Linked DNA regions of Mus musculus: region 2 is linked to region 1. A link is a contact called in public HiChIP or PLAC-seq data. All regions are on one chromosome and are shown on one strand. The core of a region is the stretch at or near the end of the contact, and the rest is flanking DNA. Distances in the headings are between cores, read along the strand shown. Region 1 overlaps Gm33655 (a long non-coding RNA gene). Region 2 overlaps Gm33655 (a long non-coding RNA gene).

The links. HiChIP or PLAC-seq counts read pairs in DNA pulled down with a chosen protein or histone mark.
Region 2: a contact with region 1 is called in an H3K4me3 HiChIP or PLAC-seq map of the SCID.adh cell line, with 9 read pairs. The contact joins two enhancer-like sites. A contact is called at or near these places in 1 of 15 datasets of contacts at CTCF or cohesin (stem cell-derived epiblast-like cells), 8 of 115 datasets of contacts at active chromatin or transcription factors (the SCID.adh cell line, bone marrow-derived macrophages, craniofacial prominence and 5 more) and 1 of 9 other capture datasets (embryonic stem cells).

What each region holds. Positions count from the first base shown.
Region 1 is chr4:114,651,311-114,657,859 of GRCm38.p6, reverse strand. All of the region lies in intron 1 of Gm33655 (a long non-coding RNA gene), which reads left to right. Among named protein-coding and RNA genes, the nearest start is that of Gm12829, 26 kb to the left of the region's middle. Within about 2 kb of position 4,864, at least 84 of the 459 cell types and tissues checked have an H3K27ac peak or open chromatin away from gene starts, as enhancers often do. A contact at or near this core is called in the SCID.adh cell line, where this site is marked.
Region 2 is chr4:114,873,629-114,880,352 of GRCm38.p6, reverse strand. The region is part of intron 1 of Gm33655 (a long non-coding RNA gene); the gene reads left to right. Among named protein-coding and RNA genes, the nearest start is that of Gm33655, 27 kb to the left of the region's middle. Within about 2 kb of position 4,417, at least 5 of the 459 cell types and tissues checked have an H3K27ac peak or open chromatin away from gene starts, as enhancers often do. A contact at or near this core is called in the SCID.adh cell line, where this site is marked.

The DNA of each region.
Region 1 (6,549 bases), core at 3,615-6,114:
TGGTCTGGAGGAGTAAATAATCATCAAGAACTGGGGACCTCTGTCAGAAGTGGGAGGAGGAGATGGACTTTATCAACAACCGTGTGGATCTTGGATCTTATTAGTAATAAGACCCCAGGCATCTGACATCTTGATTTTGGCCTTGTGTGAATTTGGGTAGAGGAGTCAGGTACACTTACCTGGATTTTGGAGTTACAGAACCATGAGGCAATGTGTTTCCTATAAATGGCGAGGTGTGTGGTAATTCCTCATGCATCAATAGAAAACTGAAATGTCTAGTTTATGTCTACTCTCTCAGAATTATCCTGATCCTCCTTTGATCCCCCACCCCCAAATCAACCTGGAATTTGAGTTGTTGAAGAGAAGAGAGTACCAGGCACAGACACACCTGGCCTCTGGTCCTGATTCAGTCACCTGTCAGCCATTTGACTCCAGCATCATCTGAACAGAGCTTTGCTTGTCAGTAAAGTGTTGAGACAATGCCTTTCTTGCCTTATTTAGTTAAAATATTAAAATACACTGCACATCACACATGTGGCCTAGAGTAGGAATTAAGTATATCTTTTATTTGTTTGTGATAGCAATTAGCTGCTATCAGTCAGTCAGCTCAAAGATACTTGAGTGTGTGAAGATACTGGATATTTTTTTATTACCATCAACGCTAATAACAAGACAATCATGATTATGCACTTTAATTGGCACCATATATATACACATTGTGGATACAATGTAGATTGTATATATAGTACATTAGTGTGACATTTCAATACATGTATTGGATATGCATGCAGTGATCATCTCAAGTTAATTGGCATGTTCACCACCTTGCTGTCATCATTTCTTTTTGCTGAGAACACTCAAGATCCTCTTGACTAGCCATGTTGAGTATTCTGGAAACTTGTCCACAAGTTTACCAAGAGTGCTGTAGCCCATCAGCAGCCAGCTCTTCCTCCTGTTCTGCCACTCTGGTACCCAATGACTAGCCTTTCTCCCTTCCCTGCCCCTCCAAGGCTCTGGTAACCCCTCCTCTCCCCCTCTGACTGCAGGAAAACTACAATAGCACCCAATGACTAGACGCAGAGGAAGAGCCCTAGGTGCGCATAGGGCAATCTGCTGAGGCAGATGCTGTAAGCCCTCTAGTCTCCTATCAACTCGACACTGAGACCAGCTTTTGAATTAGTCATTTTCTCAGCCAAGAGCATGCAGTGACAATGAGCTGAGGGTGAATAGAGAAATCAGCACAGGGATGTGGGGCTCAGCTTATGAGTTCTCTCTGTGTGGGCTAAAGGAGCACAAGAGTGAGGCTTCTCCAGTCTTCTTCCCTCTGGCTTCTCAAAGCTAGTGAAAGCAGGTGGGTATGATGATGTCTCAACTTTGCCTCCTTTATCAGTGCTGTAGCCATTCTGTATAGGCTCCCCACCCCCAACCTGCCCCCTGCGTTAGGCAAGGTCTTACTATGTAGCCCTGGATAGCCTGGAAATTGCTAGGTAAATCAGGCTAGCTGTTTTAGTGTTTCTATTACTGTGAAGACACTCCACTTATAACTTTTTTTTTTTTTTTTTTTTTTTTTTCCATTTTTTATTAGGTATTTAACTCATTTACATTTCCAATGCTATACCAAAAGTCCCCCATATCCACCCACCCCCACTCCCCTGCCCACTCACTCCCCCTTTTTGGCCCTGGTATTCCCCTGTACTGGGGCATATAAAGTTTGCAAGTCCAATGGGCCTCTCTTTCCAGTGATGGCCGACTAGGCCATCTTTTGATATATATGCAGCTAGAGTCAAGAGCTCCGGGGTACTGGTTAGCTCATAATGTTGTTCCACCTATAGGGTTGCAGATCCCTTTAGCTCCTTGGCTACTTTCTCTAGCTCCTCCATTGGGAGCCCTATGATCCATCCATTAGCTGACTGTGAGCATCCACTTCTGTGTTTGCTGGGCCCCGGCATAGTCTCACAAGAGACAGCTACATCTGCGTCCTTTCAATAAAATCTTGCTAGTGTATGCAATGGTGTCAGCGTTTGGATGCTGATTATGGGGTGGATCCCTGGCTATGGCAGTCTCTACATGGTCCATCCTTTCATCTCAGCTCCAAACTCCGTCTCTGTAACTCCTTCCATGGGTGTTTTGTTCCCAAATCTAAGGAGGGGCATAGTGTCCACACTTCAGTCTTCATTCTCCTTGAGTTTCATGTGTTTAGCAAATTATATCTTATATCTTGAGTATCCTAGGTTTGGGGCTAATATCCACTTATCAGTGAATACATATTGTGTGAGTTTCTTTGTGAATGTGTTACCTCACTCAGGATGATGCCCTCCAGGTCCATCCATTTGGCTAGGAATTTCATAAATTCATTCTTTTTAATAGCTGAGTAGTACTCCATTGTGTAGATGTACCACATTTTCTGTATCCATTCCTCTGTTGAGGGGCATCTAGGTTCTTTCCAGCTTCTGGCTATTATAAATAAGGCTGCTATGAACATAGTGGAGCATGTGTCCTTCTTACCTGTTGGGGCATCTTCTGGATATATGCCCAGGAGAGGTATTGCTGGATCCTCCGGTAGTACTATGTCCAGTTTTCTGAGGAACCGCCAGACTGATTTCCAGAGTGGTTGTACAAGCCTGCACTCCCACCAACAATGGAGGAGTGTTCCTCTTTCTCCACATCCTCGCCAGCATCTGCTGTCACCTGAATTTTTGATCTTAGCCATTCTGACTGGTGTGAGGTGGAATCTCAGGGTTGTTTTGATTTGCATTTCCCTGATGATTAAGGATGTTGAACATTTTTTCAAGTGCTTCTCTGCCATTCGGTATTCCTCAGGTGAGAATTCTTTGTTCAGTTCTGAGCCCCATTTTTTAATGGGGTTATTTGATTTTCTGAAGTCCACCTTCTTGAGTTCTTTATATATGTTGGATATTAGTCCCCTATCTGATTTAGGATAGGTAAAGATCCTTTCCCAATCTGTTGGTGGTCTTTTTGTCTTATTGACGGTGTCTTTTGCCTTGCAGAAACTTTGGAGTTTCATTAGGTCCCATTTGTCGATTCTCGATCTTACAGCACAAGCCATTGCTGTTCTGTTCAGGAATTTTTCCCCTGTGCCCATATCTTCAAGGCTTTTCCCCACTTTCTCCTCTATAAGTTTCAGTGTCTCTGGTTTTATGTGAAGTTCCTTGATCCACTTAGATTTGACCTTAGTACAAGGAGATAAGTATGGATCGATTCGCATTCTTCTACATGATAACAACCAGTTGTGCCAGCACCATTTGTTGAAAATGCTGTCTTTCTTCCACTGGATGGTTTTAGCTCCCTTGTCGAAGATCAAGTGACCATAGGTGTGTGGGTTCATTTCTGGATCTTCAATTCTATTCCATTGGTCTACTTGTCTGTCTCTATACCAGTACCATGCAGTTTTTATCACAATTGCTCTGTAGTAAAGCTTTAGGTCTGGCATGGTGATTCCGCCAGAAGTTCTTTTATCCTTGAGAAGACTTTTTGCTATCCTAGGTTTTTTGTTATTCCAGACAAATTTGCAAATTGCTCCTTCCAATTCGTTGAAGAATTGAGTTGGAATTTTGATGGGGATTGCATTGAATCTGTAGATTGCTTTTGGCAAGATAGCCATTTTTACAATGTTGATCCTGCCAATCCATGAGCATGGGAGATCTTTCAATCTTCTGAGATCTTCTTTAATTTCTTTCTTCAGAGATTTGAAGTTTTTATCATACAGATCTTTCACTTCCTTAGTTAGAGTCACGCCAAGATATTTTATATTATTTGTGACTATTGAGAAGGGTGTTGTTTCCCTAATTTCTTTCTCAGCCTGTTTATTCTTTGTATAGAGAAAGGCCATTGACTTGTTTGAGTTTATTTTATATCCAGCTACTTCACCGAAGCTGTTTATCAGGTTTAGGAGTTCTCTGGTAGAATTTTTAGGGTCACTTATATATACTATCATATCATCTGCAAAAAGTGATATTTTGACTTCCTCTTTTCCAATTTGTATCCCCTTGATCTCCTTTTGTTGTCGAATTGCTCTGGCTAATACTTCAAGTACTATGTTGAAAAGGTAGGGAGAAAGTGGGCAGCCTTGTCTAGTCCCTGATTTTAGTGGGATTGCTTCCAGCTTCTCTCCATTTACTTTGATGTTGGCTACTGGTTTGCTGTAGATTGCTTTTATCATGTTTAGGTATGGACCTTGAATTCCTGATCTTTCCAAAACTTTTATCATGAATGGGTGTTGGATCTTGTCAAATGCTTTTTCTGCATCTAACGAGATGATCATGCTCCACTTATAACTCTTATAAAGGAAAGCATTTAATTGAGGCTTGCTTACAGTTCAGAAGTTTAGTTCATTGACTTTCATGGTGGCAAGCATGGCAGCGTGTGGGCAGACATGGTGCTGAGAATTCTACATCTGGATCTGGCAGGCAGCAAGAAGAGAGAGAGAGACTTGGTCTGGCTTAAGCACTTGAAACTTCAAAGCTCATCCCCAATAACACATTTCCTCCAACAAGGCCACACTTTGCAACAGTGCCACTTCCTATGTGCCTATGGAGGCCATTTTCATTCAAACCATCACACTAGCCTAAAACTCAGACATCTGCCTTCATCTGCTTCCCAAGTGCTAAGATCAAAGGCATACACCACCATACCTGACTTCATATAGACCTGTAAAAATAGCTCATTTTGTCCCACAGGGCAGGCAGAGAGGCAACACCAATAGCAATAGTGAAACGACAGTGAAATCAGTGCTCCAAATCTCCACATTAGAGAGAACCCTGTGTGTTTCTCAGGTCTGTTTCCTGTCCAGCTTCAACTGCTTACACATCTTAGCCTGTCATCTGTGAGCGATTTGCAGCTGAAACAGACTTTCTTCTTTTGTTCTGAAGTTCGACTACCACATGTAAGTCAGGACTCCACCACTTTCCTTTACATTATCATACCCATTGTGTGGGTGGGTGTCACCAAAGAACATGTGTGGAGGTCAGAGGACAATCTGTGAATCAGCTTTCTCTTTCTACCATTTGAGTCCTGGGGATTGAACTCAAATCTTCAAGTTTGGCAGCAAACCTCTTTACACACTTAATCATATTGCCGGCCCAGCCCCACCATTAAATTACTTTGAAAACGCTACTTAATTTCTTGGTCTCTGTTTCTAGATCTGATAATTGGAATTATAACAGTTCCTACTTCTTGGCAGCAGAAACAGGAAGCAGCAGGCTGACCACATCTCATTTGCATACAGGAAGCAGCAAAGACAGAGCAGGAAGTAGGGCAAGGCTAGAAACAAGTGGTTTTCAAACTTTTCTAACGCTGTGACCCTTTAATACAGTTTCTCATGTAAACACCTCTTCCCCGTGATAAAATTATTTTATTGCTACATCATAACTATAATTTTGCTACTGCTACAAATTTTAATGCAAATATTTGATATGCAGGATAAACTCTCAAAATCCTCCCAAAAGTGATGTTGTTCTTCTAGCAAGGTTTCATCCTTTAAAGGTTCCACTTCCCCAAACAGCACTACCAACTGGGGAATCAAGTGTTCAAATATATGTACCCATGGGGGACATTTCTCATTCAAACCACCAGTGCCTGTTATAGTAAAGGAAGGTAATAGGTTAAAAAAGAAAGATAGGAAGAAAAGAGAAAAACTTCAGATGACAAACTTAGTGAATCTTTCACATCAATCCACCTCTATCTTCCATGTTTGCTTTCCCATTTCTATCACATTGTTGCTTCTTTCATGAATGTTCTAGAAAGAATTGTGACCTCAGTCATTCAACAGATATTTACAGAACACTTCTGGATGCTAGGTGTGACCAGATGCAGAGACTGCTTACACAAAGAGGAACTCTGGGTTCAGCTAGTATTGAATCATGGGCCCTTCCATCTTCTCGCAAGGAGACTCCCTCCCAGGAGCCAGGAGGACCTGTGCTTGCTGGCAGGCAGAACAGATGCTATGGGCTTGAAACACTGGGATGTCCACTTTGCTCTGCTCTCGCTGCAGCCAGGCATGCTGAGCCTTGGTCACATTAGAGTCCTGGCTCTGCCAGTTTGGAGCCAGGCCACTTGTTCTTGGATAGACTCCCTTAATCTTATAAACCCTGGCTTCCTTACAAGTAAAACTAGGGTATAATGCCTGCCCTGCTTCAATGCCCGAGTTTCTGTGAGAGGAGATACTGGCGATACAAGGGAGACAAGAGCCCATGCCTCCCCTCCTCACCATCTGAGGGAAGGAAGCAAACACGCCAAGCTGTGTACTTTCATTCTCTACATGATTCTCCCACTCAGGATGCCTTTCTTCAGGCAAATTGTAACCCATACAGTTTGGTGAGAAAAGCTCCCTAAGTTCCCTAGGTCCCTATAGGTGTGGTGGGGAGCAGGACTCCTGGTCAGTCCTGGACTGTGACTTAACTCTCTCTTTCCAGGCTGGAGAGAATCCATCGTGGACCTCAGGCTGTTAGAGCTGAGCTTGGGCCAGGGATGTGCAGTGGGTCTTGGTTGGAAGATATGTGTAACCCCCCCTCCACTCCCACACATAAGACA
Region 2 (6,724 bases), core at 3,168-5,667, 220 kb before region 1:
TTAAGCAGGCTTCTTTTTCTTTTAAACTTTTTTTTATGTATATGAGTACACAGTAGCTGTTTCATACACACCAGAAGAGAGAATCAGATCTCATTACAGATGGCTATGAGCTACCATGTGGTTGCTGGGACTTGAACTCGGGATTTCTGGAGGAGCAGTTAGTTCTCTTAGCCGCTGAGCCACCTCTCCAGCCCATATCTGTCCATCTTAGCCCATCATTTCTTAGAGCATCTCAATAGTCTCTGGTCATGTGACTGTAATCAGTGTCCCAAGGCCTGTACCCACAGAGGAGAGAAACCTAAGGACAATGGGAGGAAAGAGCCCTGGACTTCATTGTTGGGAGCCTGCAGCAGAATCCCCAACTTGGCTAAACTGTTGTGTGTACCCAAAATAATTTTTTAAAAAGTTATTATTAGTTTTAGAAAAAAGTTTTTCTTGAGAGAGGGAAAGGCTCCAGCCATTTCCATTAAAAGGTCTACTTCCTCCTCTGAGCCAGAAAGCAGGTCCAAGAGTAGTGAGTCAGTTCCCACTGGCTCTCTCTAGAGTCCTGGGTATGTATTTGATTAAGGGGACAGTTGCTTGTCTTCAGGGGTGAGGGCTTCTAGCCAGCAGATCTGCCTCCCCCTGGCAAATCTAAAACCCTCTGGGAATCTTTTCTAAGCCTGTCCCAGAGTTCGCCTCTTGGTTTTTTTCTTACCTAAAGGGACAGAATGAGGCCAGCCACAATGGGATGGAATGGAGGGGGGTGACTGTAAACTTCTATGATGACCTGTGCTCTCCCTAGTGACTGCCTCTCATAGAGCCTAGATACAAGATCACAGTCGTTCTGGAGCAGGGGCCTTGAGTTCTGAGTTCTAGGTGGCTGTGGGGCCAAGCCTTCATTTTGGAGTAGCCTTGGAAGGGAAGGTACTTGCCCCAGGTCACACAAGAGGCCTGAGGAGGGACTCAGAAACTGAATTCTGACCCTGGCATTGAGTTCAGTGTCTTGGCTGACTTCTCAGAAGTCTAAGGAGCAAGTAGAGGAAGAAAAGACAGTTGGGCCTCTGGGAAGCTCTTAGGCGTTGTGTTCATACTTGGCAATAGTTTCTTCTCCTCCTCCCCAGTGTCTATGTGGCCTGTTAGTGCACAGTGCCTTCACCTATCCCAATTCTACTATTGGTTCTTCTGGGCAGTCCAGATAGATGGGATACTAAGCTTTAGTGGGAGCAGATGGCTGTGCTGGGAATCTTTTGGACCTGCCAGTTTCCAGGAGCGTTAGGAGCATTTCCTTCAGGCCATTCCTAGAAACCTGGTACCTTGCACTTGGGATCTATAGTAATGCAAGGCATGAAGAAGCTTGGGAGGTTTTCTGGGGTGGAGGCCTGAGGGCGTCAAGGTGGGTTCTGCAGGAGACCTCCTATCTACTTGCAAGCAAGTCAGCCAGGGCCACTGAGGCCCTTCTAAAAGGTAACAGATGGATCATGGTGAGAGTGCAGGAAAACAGCAGCAAATCTTCCTATCATGAGCAGGATCTGAGGCCCACAGTACGTAAATAGCAACAAGCCCTGATAGGGAGACTGCCCCTGGGCTGCCCACCTCCTGTGTGCTGGCCACCTCCTTCCACAGCAGCAATCTGACTCCTTGGAAACTCCATACTAGCTCACCCCAGGCATCCTCACCCAGGGGCATCCTGGATGTAGTAAAGTAGGTGGAATTGGCTAGACAGATACAGTGGCTTGGATCATTGAGAACACCTGGGTGGTGTGTGTGTGTGTGTGTGTGTGTGTGTGTGGCATAGGGGAGACATTTTTTACTTAATCTCTGAGTATCTCAGCATCTGTAGTACTGTGGAAAGGGGTATGAGGTCTGGTTCAAATCCTGGCTCAGCCATTTGCTTACTAGTTGCATGATCTTAGGCAGTGAACTCTACCTCTAGGTGCCTTAGTGTCTTCAGGTGTGATGTGGAGGTGACTAATGGTACAGGGCAGTTAAGGAGGCTGGCATGAGTTGAAGAAGTCTGACTCTTGCCTATGTTAATGTGCCCAGGTCACTTCCTACTGGTGGGGACAGTGCAGCTCCACAAGGCTCTGCACCTTCCCTGTGTTTCTGGAGAGACCTGGGTTTGAGGTAGGCTGAGTGTGAAGGCAGTAGGTCCAAGACAGCCATCTCAGGCTTGTGCAGCCAGGGAGGCCTGGGCTTACAAGTATCTGTGACTTTGCTTTTAGTAACTTTACATCTCTACACATCAATTTTCCTGTCTGTAAAGTGGGAATAACAATTCTTTTCTTTAAGAAAATGATGAGAATCACATGAGAATACATCAGCTTGGGCTCATCATGCCAGAATGGTGATTCCTAAGGCCTGATAAACAAGGAGGACAGGTTGCCTCCTTTGTGCTGTGGTGGACCCAGCAATCCCATAGGCAGAGAACACTAGTCAGTACAGGGAGAGGATGTTTGCACATCAGTTCTCATTGCAACAGTCTAGCACCCGAGATATGGAAACAACCCAAGAGTCTGTTTGCCGATGAAAGAATCAGAACATCTCACACACACACACACACACACACACACACACACACACACACTAGTCATCCTTGAAAAAGAAGGAAAGCATATCATTTGTGACAATGTAGGTAAACCGGGAGGACGTAATACAAAATGGAACACACTGGGCCCAGAAAGACAAGTTCTTCATGATCTAATTATGAGGTGAATTCAGGAAAGTTGACTCAGTGGCTGGAGGTAGGCATGGCACAGAGGGTACCAAGTTTCAGGAGTGCAACACAGATAGATTCTGGATTGCTAAAAACTTCATGGTGACCATGGCTAATTACATCACATAACATATGAATGAAGTTTGCTAAGACTGCAAATCTTACATGTTCTCACAAATGGTAACTTTGAGACATATTTATGTTAAGTAGCTTGATTGTGATTTATATATATATACATATACATACACACACACATATGTATATATATATATATATATATATATATATATATATATATATATATATATATAGTATGAGTACATTGTAGCTGTCTTCAGACACACCAGAAAAGGGCACCGGATCCTATTACAGATGGTTTGGAGCCATCATGTTGTTGCTGGGAATTGAACTCAGAACCTCTGGAAGAGCAGCCAGTGCTCTTAGCCTCTGAGGCATCTCTCCAGCCCATGTTATATATTTTTAAACATCAATTGTGAATACACACAATTTTATTTTTCAACAAATACTGTTCTCTTAAATGAAGAGTGGGCTTGACAGAACTGGAAATGTTGGGTAGCTTCTCTTCGGCTGGGGTGCTGGATTGGAAAGCAGACGTTACACCTAGTGCCATCACCATCCCCACCTTTGAGAGAAACCTATGACATCTGGTAAGGACAAGTAGGTCCCCAGAAGACTCGTAAGCATGTTTTGCAAGCCTCTCTCCAGCCATGCAGAGGCAGAGGCAGAGGCTCCTGAGTGTGGGGGGCCTCTGAGCTTATGCAAATGAGTGAGTGTTAATCGCTCCACTAATGGGAAACACACGGGGAGATAGGATCAGCAGCAAAGCGGAAAGAACTTCCAGAAAATCCAAGCTGGGAGAAACCCAGAGAAATCCGGGAAGCTGATTAAGTGCTCCAAAGCTCAGGGTGCACTGTGCGCTGGTGGGCACAAGGCATGGAGGGGGCAGGGTGGGGAAGTGTGGCTGAAGCATCAGTGATTGGCCACCCAAGTCCAATTGACCTTGTACTCAGAGTCTTGGAGAGCAGTATTTCTCTCTCCGAGCCAGGCCACTTGCCAGGCAGCCTGGATGCATGCCTCCCCTTTGCTTGGCTCTGTGCAGGGCTCCAGTGTCATGCAAACGTGTCCAGACCCTGATTTCTGAGACAACACTCCTGCTGGGGTGAGCTCTTAGACTCTGGAGCCAGACTGTCTGTTCAAATCTCATTTCTGACACTTTCTAGCTGTGTGACCTTGGACACGGTATTCAACCTTTCTGTGTTTCAACTTCCGCATTTGTAAACTGAGAAGCTGTAAGATGATAATGCTGTTGCGGTGTGGATCAAATGCAGTGCAGTTGGAAGAGTGGCTGTGAGTTCATAAATGCTGGGTACAAGATAGGTGTTATTTCAGAAAGATAAAATTTGACCAAGGCCTTCTTATGCTTCCTTTACAGAGTGTCCCATTGCCCTGGGGTGTGAGGGCAATCTCAGCCCTGAGGGTTCTTCTGCTCCTTGCTCTTCTATTTTGTCCCTGTTTGTGCCACTACCCTCCTGCCATTCCAATTGACCTGTAGGTTGTTTGTTTGTTTGTTTGTTTAGTTTTGTTTTGTTTTGTTTTTGGAATATGCTCTCTTATCTATGGGCATCTGTGTGTGCTGTCTTCTGGCTTGAAGTTCCCTCTCTCAAAGATCTTGCCTGCCCACTTTCATGTGGTAGGCTGTTACAAAAGGAGCTTTATATCTGATGCTCATCAGACACCTGGCTCTCCAGGGACTCCCCATGCCCCACTCTTATACTGTGAGTTTTCAGGGTACATTTCTTCACGGGGTTGAGCCATCTCTCTGTTCTCGACACACACAGAGCAAGTCTGGACTCAGAGAAGGCTTGGCAAGTATTTTTGTTGAGTGAATCTAGAGACGCCACAGATAAGTTAGTTGCTCAGGCTGCTGTTCCAGTCATGAGATTCCTTCTGGCTCCATCAGATGAGACTGGCGAGCTGTGTGACTGTAGATAAATTGTACCACTTGTCTGGTCTTCAAATTATTCCCTGACAAATATTAATGGACACTTGCACATGAAGTGAAGTAATGATTTATTGTGCCTGAAATGTTCCAGGGCTGTTGGCCTTGCACTTCAGCATCTCCATGGTCCATGTTTGGAGCTTTGACTACCAGTATTCCTTTACCTGTGACCAGAGGAAGCAGGCAGCTGTGAAACCTACATGGGAGGCCTTACCCTTTCATCGTGTCAGAAAAGAAAAGCCACCAGGAATCTGTAATGTAGACAAGAGGGACATCCATCCGTCTTCCCTGCGAGTCCCAGATGGTTTCATATCCCACTTCTAGCATTTTACACTCTTGCATTTGGTTCAGTGGATTGTAGAGTTTTGTTACTCTGTGTCAGGAATCTGTACTTAATTGTATGACTAAAGCTTTGCTGTGTGTGGACAAATACCATCCATTCACTCATTTATTTACAATTTATTGACTACCTACTAAGTGGCTGGAATAATTGATACCAAGATAATCATGCTACTTCCTGTCTGCCTTCAGTTGTTCTAATCTTGGAGGGATAAGCAGATGTGGAAACAAGCAGAGGAGGATCATGGGAATCATGGAGGGATCAGGGCTGGGATGGCACCGATGGGGAAGTTCCTGATCCCTTTCTCTGCTCGAGGCTAAGCATTCTCTAACTGCCATGTTAGTTCTTCCCAGAGTCCCGGAGGCATGAAGGTAATGCTCCAATCAATTAGCTTTCTGTTATAGCTCTGACAAGTTAGCACAAACTTCCTAGGCTACAGCAGGGTTTATTAAATGTTTTCCACTTGCCCTCTTTCACCTAACAGACTTTTCCTTAACCCTAGGTATATACATACATAAATTACATATACAACTCAAAAATGTATGACACGAAATCCATTTAAACTATTTAAATTATTGAAAATGTTCCTTAGAATATGCACAGTATTATCACTTATTAAGGGTGAAAATAAATTTGAATTCTAATGAGGTGGATATTTATTTATTTATTATTTATTTTTAAATAAAGAATTATATCTTTGTTAAATAAGGATTGAAGTGGGGGAAGGAGGGCAAGAAAAGAAAGGGGTAGGGGTGGACTATCCAAAACTAAAGATGTATGAAAACTCACTCTTTTGTAATTAATTAAAAATATAATTAAAAAACAAAGAAATGGAGGTACTCTGCATGGGTAGAAAATGCTTCCCACAGAAGACATGATTTATTAAATGAAAACTCAGTGCCAGGTGTGAAATATTTTCCTAAAAGTTACTGGTCACGGAGAATCCCCAAACAACACAAACCATTTGATAAGTTTTGGTTGTCCACTCTAGCTAGATGGTGAGAGTCTACTGCTGAAGACAAACCACACTTTGGTTGCAGGATTTGAGAAATCAAGCTGGAAATGACCTTGGAGAGTTCTCTACTGGCTAGTTTTCATAGCGCAGGAAGCTGCTATGCAGGCCACAGGGGAAGAATAGACACCAGTGGTTTTGCCCAGTGCTGGGCTTTGCATATTGTAACACTGACCTGTCAGGCAAGTAAGTAAGTCCTTACAGGAGCCATAGTGACATGACTGCTGTAGGGCTAACCAGCTGCTTTCAGCTTGGATTTGAGGTATGTTCCAAAAGAGGAAATTTATGCCTGATACTTGTCAAAAGCCCATGGCTGTGAGCTATTGTCATTTTCCTAAATGCACACGTCAAACTGCCTTCTAAGTGCTTATGTTCACACACATGGATTAGTGTTGTTTTCAACCTTGGCCACAGAAACTTCTTCAGTGGGCAGTCAGTGCAGAGATTCATATCTGGTCAGCATGCTGGGAATAAGTGACTGTTGAGTGCCCAGCCCTTAATGGGAAACTTATATTACCTACCCCCCCACAAGGCTCTGGAAATAGGATGGAAGAAGTGGGTAGAAAGAATGTGAGAGGGCTGGAGAGATGGCTCAGTGATTAAGAGCACTGGATGCATGCTCTTCCAGAGATCCTGAGTTCAATTGCCAGCAACCAC